Regions from separate parts of the Oryctolagus cuniculus genome. Here region 2 is linked to region 1. A link is a contact called in public Hi-C data. All regions are on one chromosome and are shown on one strand. Each heading gives the region's core, a stretch centred on a gene start, on an enhancer-like site or on the middle of the called end of the contact. The rest is flanking DNA. Distances are from core to core; before and after follow the strand shown.

Region 1 (5,297 bases), core at 258-2,757:
TCTTCTTGGCCCAGCCCTGGCTGGCTCTCTCTATATTTCTGCCTTTTAATAAATAAATAAATAAAATATTTTAAAAAATACAATTATATCCAAGAAGCTGTATGGAAAACCATATCTACGTGAGGAGTTCCAAGGGTTACAAAGATATTCTTTGCTGCAGAGACCCCTGGAACCAATGAACGTGGGACAGATGTTGATATGCTTACAGATGCCCATGTAAACTGTTCAGCAGGTATTCTTCCAATCGTGGATACAGGTGGGTGGGATATGACAAACGAACATAAAGAGCTCATGATATTGTGATGGGAGACACTGATATATACTGACAGCTGCCCCTGCTATATGAGCCCTCCTATTCTCAGAACCCTCTGTATTTTTCTTTCATGACCCTTGCCAATTTGCATTTATATTTGTGTATGTGTATTTGCATATTGTTTCTTTCTCTCATTATCAACTCAGGTTCCTAAAAGCAGGTAACTATTGTTTGTTCACAGTTATAGCCTCAGCACTTAACCCAAGATCAGGTATTCAATAAACATTTGCTACATAAGAAAATGAACGGGTGATGAACTGAATTGGTAGGTTACAGTAACACTGCATTTTGACATGGGGTGAAACATTGACTGTGGCCCAAAATGCAAAATTGAGAAGTAGGAAATCTCTAATTTGGGTCACTGGAGAGAGGTAAAGCCATTAAACACTAGGATACCATAAAGTAACAATTCAATTTCTGTATTTCAATGAGATTGAAAATAGACAATTAGGGTTCAGACTGAGCGTGCAGTCAGTTCCTCGCACCATAGAGGACATATTCTAACAAGGAGAGGCATGAAGGTTAATTGCAATCACTAGCAATTTGCAAAGGATCAGTTATGAGCCCATAGTTTATCAGGATTTTGGAGAAACAGTAGGACTTCCGAGGGGTAGTCTGGAACTAGGCTCGGGAGACTTTTGGCAATCACAGGTAGGTTAACTATAGACTGTGGGCATGCCACAAGTAGCCGAGAAGGAAGGAGAGCGGGAGGACAGTTGGGAACCACAGGGCACACTTTTTACAACACATTTCCCAAAGAGGTGTCCCGTCAAAGGCTTGGGCAATTTAAATTAAATCCGACTGAAATCTGTGTTGCAGATGCCCCCTGCTGGACGTGGGAAGGCATGAGCATTTGTCTTATCTGTTACAGGCTGCTTCGGCTTCCTTCTTTGAAGAAACCCTAAGATGCTTGTTTCTACATATAACAAAAAGTCATTTCTTGATTCCTAAAAATGTGATAATTTACAAGAAGAGTACAGGTTTCTAAAACACTTGTTAGGCACCACTCACCAGAGTTTGAGAGTGTGGGGTCAACCAGATCCACAAGCCAGGGTGAGGCATAGTTCTGAGTTCTGCCCAGAACTCTGAACAGCATAGACAGCGGCAGAGATGGGAGCCCAGACAGTGTGCACTGCCCTGGGCTCAGCGAAACGGAGTCATCGGGTTGAAGACCAGGAAAACCTGCCAGGTAACTTCTCACTTAAACTTAAGATCAATAGAGTTTGTTACTCGCAGTTGACTCATGAGAGAAAAACGTACTAAGTGATTTCGAAAGCCCTCAGCGGAGTGTAAGGGCACGTCTAGAAAAGTCAGGTCAGTTCTGGAACTGAAATTCTCATCAGGATTCTCTGAACATGTCCTCTCGGTCAAGACGAACTCTTGAGGGCAGGGAAAGGCATTTGGGTAAAAGGAGAATCTGTCACTTTGGCAACTACCCTTTTGCTAAATGAGTCTACTTCAGTTTGGAGTGAAACAAATCAGCTCACTGCTGAGCTACCAAAAAGCAGTCTATTGCTGCAAGGTGACTTGATGATTCAATTTATTACCTGATTAATATAATGAACACACTATACACTGTGGAAAATGACTCCCTGCTTAGTGAACATGAAATATTCCTCAGTGGTCCAAATAATAGATGAAGAAAACACTAAACAATATTTGCTATCATGGCCGGCGCTGCGGCTCACTAGGCTAATCCTCCGCCTGCAGTGTCAGCACACCGGGTTCTAGTCCCAGTCGGGGCACCGGATTCTATCCCGGTTGTTCCTCTTCCAGTCCAGCTCTCTGCTATGGCCCGGGAGTTCAGTGGAGGATGGCCCAAGTGCTTGGGCCCTGCACCCCATGGGAGACCAGGAGAAACACCTGGCTCCTGGCTACGGATCAGCGTGGTGCACTGGCTGCAGTACGCCGGCCACAGCGGCCACTGGGGGGTGAACCAATGGAAAAAGGAAGACCTTTCTCTCTGTCTCTCTCTCTCTCACTGTCCACTCTGCCTGTCAAAAATAAAAATAGGCCAGCGCTGCGGCTCAATAGGCTAATCCTCCACCTAGCGGCGCCGGCACACCGGGTTCTAGTCCCGGTCGGGGCGCCAGATTCTGTCCCGGTTGCCCCTCTTCCAGGCCAGCTCTCTGCTATGGCCCGGGAGTGCAGTGGAGGATGGCCCAAGTGCTTAGGCCCTGCACCCCATGGGAGACCAGGAGAAGCACCTGGCTCCTGCCTTTGGATCAGCGCGGTGCACTGGCCATTGGAGGGTGAACCAACGGCAAAGGAAGACCTTTCTCTCTGTCTCTCTCTCTGTCCACTCTGCCTGTCAAAAAAAAAAAAAAAAAAGAAAAAGAAAAAATATTTGCTATTACTAGTATTAATGTATTATAAGACTTCAGAAGTAACAGCTGTTTCCAATCACAAGCAAATCATTCTGCAGTAGTGCTTAAGGCTTTTGCTCAATTAATGATTAATCCATCATAAACCACTCAAACTATAAGATGGCTGAAAAGATGGAATTGATGTCAAGGACATCAAATGTGGAAAAGGTGTGTGGCGTAGTGGGTAATGCTGCTGCCTGCAGTGCCCGTGTCCCATTTAGAAGCTGGTTGATGTCCAGCTCTTTGCTAATCCCAGCAGAAGATAGCCCGAGGTATATGCCCCTGCCACCCATGTGGGAGATCTGGAAGAAGCTCCTGGCTCCTGGCTTTGACCTGCCCCAATCTGGCCATTGCAGCCATCTGGGGAATGAATCAGCAGATGGAAGATCTCTCATTCTTTCTCTCCTGCTCTCTCTGAAACTCTGACTTTCAAATAAATAAATATTTTTAATAAAAGTACATCATAGAAAGCACGTTTATCTGTTACAACTTTTCAGCTCTTATATTTCCTTGCAATAAATTCTTTTTTTATATTTATTTATTTACTTGAAAGGAAGAGTTAGAGGCAGAAAGAGAGAGGTCTTCCATCTGCTGATTCACTCCCCAGACGGCTGTGATGGCTGTAGCTACGCCGATCCAAAGCCAGGAGCCAGGAGCTTCTTCTCGGTCTCCCACGTGCATGCAGGGGCCCAAGCACTTGGACCATCTTCCACTGCTTTCCCAGGCCATAGCAGAGAGCTGGATTGGAAGTTGGGCGGCTGGGACTTGAACCAGCACTGATATGGGATGACAGCACTGCAGGCAGTGGCTTTACCTGCTACTCCTCAGTACCAGCAACCCCCTCCCTTATTTTTAGATTTATTAATTTATTTGAAAGTAATTTCTCTTAAAAATAGTGATTCCTTGTTGTGCCAGCTCTTAACCCAGATTATTTATTGTCAGTCAGAGCCATTCACAGGCAACTTACAAGAAAAGACTTGAGGGGCAGATGTTTGGAACAGTGGTTAAGCTTCCTCTTGCAATGGGTGAATCCTGTATCAGAGAGCCTGGGTTTGAGTCCCAGCTACTCCACTTCGAATTCCAGCTTCTTGCTAGTCAGCCTCCTGGGAAGAAACTCAAGGACTTGGGTTCCTGCCACCCATGTGGAAGAGCCTCACTGAGTTCTGGAGTCCTGGCTTAGATTTGGTCCAACTCTGGAGTTTGGAGCATTTGAGGAGTAAACTAGCAATAAGAGTGTGCTTGCTTTCTCTCTCTCTCTCTCTCTCTCTCTCTCTCTGCTTTTTCTGTCTTTATCTCTGTCTTTTTTAAAAAAATATTTATTTATTATTTATTTGAAAGGCCAAATCACAGAGAGACAGAGGCAGAGAGAGAGAGAGAAACAGAGAGAGAAAGAGATCTTTCATCCAGTGGTTCACTCCACAAATGACCAAAACAGCTGGAGCTGGGACTGTCTGAAGCTAGGAGCCAGGAGCTTTTCTGGGTCTCCCAAGTGGGTGCAGGGGCCTAAGCACTTGAGCCATCTTTTGTTATTCCAGGCTATCAGCAGAGAGCTGGATAAGAAGTGGAGCAGCCAGGACTCGAACCAGCACCCATATGGAATGCTGGCACGGCAGGCAGAGTTTACTGGCTACACCACAGCACCAGCACCTGTCCCTGTATTTAGAATAAGTAAAAATAAATTTAAAAGAATCTTTGAAAGAAAAGACTGGGGACTCTACCAGGGTACTTGCTTAAATAGGATGATTTATTTCATAGGATCACGGTGAAACCACTTGGCCTGTGTACCTTCTCCTTTTGTTCATTTCCTTACTCAATAAATTAAAGATAGGTTTATTGAATGTCTGCCATGTACCACGCACTGCTGTATGTTTTCAAATCCCTTGTGAAACAAATAGACAAGTTTCTCTCATGGAGACTCTGTTTTTTTTGGCTGAGATAGACTTTATTTTATTTTTTTTAAATACAATCTTTTTTTATTTTATTTTTATTTTTTGACAGGCAGAGTGGACAGTGAGAGAGAGAGACAGAGAGAAAGGTCTTCCTTTGCCGTTGGTTCACCCTCCAATGGCCGTTGCGGCCGGCGCACTGCGCTGATCCGATGTCAGGAGCCAGGTACTTATCCTGGTCTCCCATGGGGTGCAGGGCCCAAGGACTTGGGCCATCCTCCACTGCACTTCCCTGGCCACAGCAGAGAGCTGGCCTGGAAGAGGGGCGACCGGGACAGAATCCGGTGCCCCAACCAGGACTAGAACCCGGTGTGCCGGCGCCGCAAGGCAGAGGATTAGCCTAGTGACCCGCGGCGCCGGCCTGAGATAGACTTTAAAGCTAGGAATAAAAACAATGAAATGAACATTTTGGGCTTGTTATGATTTTAGCTGGTTGTGATTGCTACCCTGTGACATTGTGTAGCCAGAGAACTACAGACACCTGCCCTAGTCAGCAATTCACAATTCACATCTCAGTGGTGGCCAAGCTTTGCAGAAAGACCGTGTTCCAGAGGGGCTTCTGTGGGTGCCTTGGCTGTGTATCTGATATTGACCAGATGCTCTCCCGGGTAGCAGACATGTGTTAGAAATGGGTCCACTAGATAATGGCCTCTCTCCAGTCACCATCATGAT
Region 2 (5,592 bases), core at 2,935-5,434, 130 kb before region 1:
TTAATTATCTTTATATACAGAAGATCAACTTAGTATATACTAAGTAAAGATTTCAACAGTTTGCACCCATACAGACACACAAAGTATAAAGTACTGTTTGAATGCTAGTTTTACTGTTAATTCACATAGTACAACACATTAAGGATTTTCAAACAGGAGAAAGAAATTTCCAATGTTTTCATCTTTTTTAAAAAAATATTTTATTTATTTTATCCGAAAGACAGAGAGGCAGAGATCTCCAATATGTTGGTTCACTCTCCAAATGCCGGCCACAGCCAGGACTGAGCAAGCTGAAGCCAGGAGCCTGGAACTCAGTGCAGGTCTCCCATGTGAGTGGCGGGGACCCAAGTACTTGAGCCATCAGCTGCTGCCTCCCAGAGTGTGTACATTAGCAGGAAGCTGGAATGAAGAAGTGGAGCCAGGACTTGGATATGATATGTGGGTATCCAAAACTGCTACTGACTATGCTGCACCCCCACCCCCAAATGCTTTCAATTTAAATCAGCATACCCAAATGCCATATTCTGGGGTATTGTTTCCTGAGTCCCAAGATGGAACTAATTGATATAAAGTGCTTAAAACAATGCCATGCACAATTAGTACCCAATAAAATTAGCAATTATTATTATGTTCTCTCTTGTAATGTTTCTCTTCTGTGTACAACACCTACATCTCCAGTCTCTATTAATTCTTTAAGATCTCCTTTATGAAAACCACTCTCCACTCCAAAGCTATTGCTTACTCTCCATTCTCTGTGCTTTTCTGGAATTTTATATATACAAGTTCATAAGGATGACACTCATTCTACTGTTTTCTGCTTATTGAAGAATTTTCTCCATCAGAGTATGGGTTCCTGAAAAGCACAAACCACTTGTAATTTCCATTTAGTTCACCCAAGTCCAACAGAATGTCTGCTCTATAATGTCATAAAAATTTGGGAAGCAATTCTCCACTTTGCCAGGTAGAAACTGATGAGCCAGGATTCAGACTGCTAACTCTGCTAACTGGTTTCCCTGCTTCCATGCTTCTGCTCATGTGGCTAAATGCCTATTTCCACAATAGTCAGAACTAGCAGCTCTGTCCCTTTAGGGGGTTTGCATTGTGTTCTGATAAGGCCCAATCTCTTCACCAGTCCTCTAGCAGAGTGTAGCTTCTACCTGGGCACTTCAATTTCATGCTACTCTCTCCTTGTTCTCAATTCTCTAGCTATGCTGATTTGTCTTTTGTTCTTGCCCAATTTAGATAAAGAAACATTTTCACATGCTCTTAATTCCATCTGGAAGACAATTTTCTAGGTTTTTTTCTCACCCATCAGATTTCATTTTGGATACCACCTCTTCATAGAGCTCTTTGCTGACCATCTTGGCAAGATAAGTCCTTCCTCATCCGGTTATTCTTTTCATATCACCTGCCTATTTTCTTCATGGGATAGATCAAAATCTACAATTATCTCACTTGTTTATTTTCTGACTCCTTCCACTGGGATAAAAACTCCACTAAGTGGAGACTTGCCTGCTTGTTTACCATGTATACAGTTTCCCAAAGAGTTCCTGGTGTAGAGTAGCTACCTAAAAGATATGTCTCAAACGAATCAATAAATACAAAAGAGATTTTTGAGAGCTGTGTTCCCCCATACTGTAAGAATCATCCAGGATGACAAATCATAGAATAATAGAATTAAATGTTTTGTGCATATCAGAGAAAGGAGGGGGAATGTTGTCAAGGTAATACGATGTACCAGTCCCCGCCTCCTCAAACACAATCAGCAAGGCCCATCGTGAAAAAAAAAATATTAATTTATGAGATGCTTTTGAACACTCTTTAAAAGTATTAGAACTCCTGAGAACATGAGAAGTCATAGTCAAAGGAATAAATGAATAAGAAATGCTAGAATAAAGTAATGGTTAATGTAATGAGGGCTGTAGCAGCTGCTGCTTCCATGAGGGAGGGGAAAATCGGGGCCTCTTTGTGTGAAATATATGAAGTTAACACTGGGGGCTCTGTTACCTCCTGTGCATAATCTAATAATAAAAAATGATTTGCTTAGCACTCTGCAATTTAGAAATATCTCTGTTTACACAGTGTATCTCGTTTGACAAGACTGTTGAGTGATAGGAGAGTCCTGTAGAAAATCCACATGACCTGGGACCAGGAAGCCAGTCTGGACCTGTCTCTCTTAGTAAGGAGCTGTGGCAAATCATTTCCCCTCTGCTTCTCTATTTTCTCCTTGGTAAAATGGAGGGGTTAGATCTGATTGCTTTAAAAATCCTATTCAGCTCATCTATTGCAACAATTTATATTTAACTTGTGACAAATGAGCTTCTCTTGTACTAGGAACAAGACACAAGATTCTTACTGTGAATTCTCAGACATCAGTAAATTGTTTCGGATCCTCACTCATTGTCCGAAAATCAAATCATCTGGGCACCCAGGTAAGCAGAGAAGCCCTGATCCATCTTTGAGTAACCGTTTCTCCCTTTTAATTAGTCTCTCCTGTCTGATGCTAATTTTGCCTGACTCATATCCCTGGGTCCATCTTTCTAGGTCTTACGAGCTCTCTTAATTCATGTGACACTGCAGTTTTTTCCACATTATCACCACGAATGGCTGCCAACTTTCATTTGTTTTGTGTTATAACTCAAGGAAAAGTTGTCCAGTAGCTAATCTAATAAATGTTCTCTTGTCTTCCTGCATGAAGGCCAAAGCTTTTTCCTACCATCTAAATGCATCCTCTGAAGATTATAGTCCTTAGCCTTTTTATGTTTGTTTACCATCTCTTTGCTAGCTGGGGAGGGGGAGTGGAGGCAGCTTGAGATTTTCAAGGGCATGAATGGGGGAAGGGGGACATACAGGTACAGCTCTTTTCCATTTTGCATTCTGTCTTCGCACTCTCTTTGCATTCTACTGGCTCCCATCTATTTTTCATCTTTCCCACCTGAACTACTTGATATCTCTGTTTCTTCTAAGTAAAGCACAGCTCCCTGTAGCTTGCGGTCAGAAATCTACCTGCTTTCAAAATGAGAGCTGTCTGGGTCAGACTTGGTATTTAATTTCCCCCTTGTACTCACAGCTTTCAGATACAAAGAAGCACTCTCTGCAGTTCTAGTGTACATGAGCTATGATTGTAAGATACGAAACACCTGCATGATTCTTTAAAATATTCAGTCTATGATATTACATGCAAAAGATACTAATAGTCTCGGTGTTCAGAAGTACCTGCAGGGCAGAATATTCTTATGCTAACCCTGAAGCCAGGTAATAGGCAAAGCAAACCATATTTTTCTGCCTGCCTGCTCTCTGGAGCATTTCTCTTTCTCTGTCTTTCCTTCTCTCCCTCCCTTTCTTCCTCTTGAAATACCAATTTAGAAGCTTAGAATTACATAAGACATGAACACAGTTGCTAACAAGAATCAGTATCTATATTTATTCATCTCCTTGCTGCCCTGGACCTCAGGCTGCTATTTGAGGCTTTTTGCAGGAGGCAAGCATGTACAGGAGAAATTGTCAGTGCTGGGCTGAATTCTGTTCTTAATAAGAATTGGAGCAAAGTATTCTACAGTCAGTTTGATGACAGATGCAGCAAATCTATTTCTCCTGGGCCAGCTTTTCTATGCTGCCAGGCATATTCCTGTCTGCCATTTAGCTATTTCTCCCCACACCTCCGTGTGTCTTGCAATGGAGAAATCATCTCTCGGAGACGATGATCCTCCCACCTGCCTTTTGGAAATCGAGCAGGTCAAATATTGGGTCACATACAATGTGATGTTTCTCATCCAAAAGAGAAAGTGTGTTGAGATTCAACCCCCAAAGTGTGCCTTAGAATTCCTACTGGCACCTTTCCGTTCCGGAGGCAATGTTGTCCCTGATACTGTTTTTACAGACAAAAGAATAAACTCCCATATTTTCCAACACTGTAGACTTTTATTTTTCCCGTCTCTAGAAGTTAAAAATCACAGACATTTGTAGAGATATTGAGTCACTTTTTTCATGTATGTCTATTTTGGAAGAGGATTTTCCCAGCTTGTCCATTTTGCATGGCTGATGCGTAAGTCCTTTCTTCCTCCTGCCTTCCAGGGGCTGGAGAGGCAGAGGAGACAGGCGCTGGTACCGCAGAGCTGTTATCTGATTGGCTCGTCGCTCGTGGCCGGGCTATAAAAGAGACCCCTACAGGCCTGGAAAGGAGAAGCTCAGGATTCTGGCAGCATCTTTGCAGGAGTGAAACCGAAGCTTGAGCAAAACAGAGGCCACAGCTCCTCCTGCTGCGTTTCTTTCCTCCTCGGCGAATCCCACGCTGTTAGACAAGATGTGCAAAGGGCTTGCAGGTCTGCCGGCTTCCTGCTTGAGGAGGTAAGATTGTTTTCAGCTACTAACTACGTTCAACTTTTGGACAGACTTTCTCAGTTACTTGCTAGTTGTGTTTACTAACCTGGTTCTTTGGAGTAGCAGTCTGATCAGGGGAGAATATTTCCCTGGATTTTCTCCAAGAATAACTTGATTTGTGACTTAAGAACTGTGCTTCCCAAATTCTGATATTAGTGTGTTGTTTCATGTGACCTCAGTTTTGAAAACTGTTGTGATCTTTTAGCCAAGTCCTCTAACTAAGCTAGTGCTGATTAAGAATCATATGAGGTGTTGACTCTACTTGCTGTATCTGTGATCACCTCCATTATGTGAGCATACCTGGATAATTGCAAGCACTGTGACTCTCTGAAATTCATTTAGGGGAGGACACCTCGGAATGAACTTGTGCTACATCATCAGAAAGCCACAATGCTTTCTGTTGGGGCTACAGTATCGTTCTATATTCTCATAAACAAATGTCACAATGAAATAGTTTCTATGCTACATGTCTCTTTTTTTCTCTGTTCTTATCTCTCATTCTTAAAGTGTCTTATGTGAGTGGTAGTTAAGGAGTATTGATTATAACAAGTCATCTGAGGGTTCTGTAGAAGAGCTCATCCTAAAGAGATTGTTTTGTCAATATAAAAACAAAGACTTAAAAATATATAGCTACTCTTCTGTCTTTTTAAATAGGCGTAAGTAGATGATTTCAGAAAATGCTAGATATTCATCAGTTGAAAGTAAAATACAAAATGAGAGCGTATTACATCACTTAATCTTGCAGCTAAAGGTAAAAAGTCAATCTGCAAGTGTACTACCTCTTTTCTTGTCTCCCTGCAAAGAACAATCACCTTACATTTCAATTTGGAGTTAATTCCAAGAAGCATAATCTTTTGTGTGTTTTGAAGCCATTTGCCTTTCATTCAGAAGCAGGACAGTATTGATATATTCTCCGTAATGAAGCAGGAGGTTCTGGTAGAGAGTACTGATGGGATAAATACCTCTCACCTTCACCATTAATTTCCTAACTGGATAGAGCAAGACCATCCACGCTTCAGTTAAATCACATATAAAATTAATCATGCAAAATGCAGAAGTGTCAGGGAAAAGTTATGCTCCAGTAAATATTTAGTGATTCATAGATGGGAGATTGTGCTAGAGGTCTGCCCTTGAGGCACTGAGCAACTGATTGAGAAGGTTAAGCTCACAGTCAGTAGGTAGCTGTTCTTCCCCTCCTCACAGGGGAAACGT

What was found. Hi-C and Micro-C count contacts between places; a contact is called where the count stands out from the background.
Region 2: a Hi-C map of psoas muscle shows a contact between it and region 1, with 8 times the contacts expected there. The contact joins the promoter of RGS4 here to the enhancer-like site in region 1. A contact is called at or near these places in 4 of 6 Hi-C or Micro-C datasets (ear pinna, embryonic fibroblasts, psoas muscle and 1 more).

Annotation. Positions count from the first base shown.
Region 1 is chr7:35,484,046-35,489,342 of mOryCun1.1, reverse strand. All of the region lies in intron 1 of RGS5 (regulator of G protein signaling 5), which reads right to left. Among named protein-coding and RNA genes, the nearest start is that of RGS5, 30 kb to the right of the region's middle. Within about 2 kb of position 1,507, at least 1 of the 8 cell types and tissues checked has an H3K27ac peak or open chromatin away from gene starts, as enhancers often do.
Region 2 is chr7:35,612,972-35,618,563 of mOryCun1.1, reverse strand. It overlaps RGS4 (regulator of G protein signaling 4), which reads left to right and starts at 4,184. Exons shown (of 5, transcript NM_001082214.1): 1 at 4,184-4,347. The coding sequence starts at 4,304.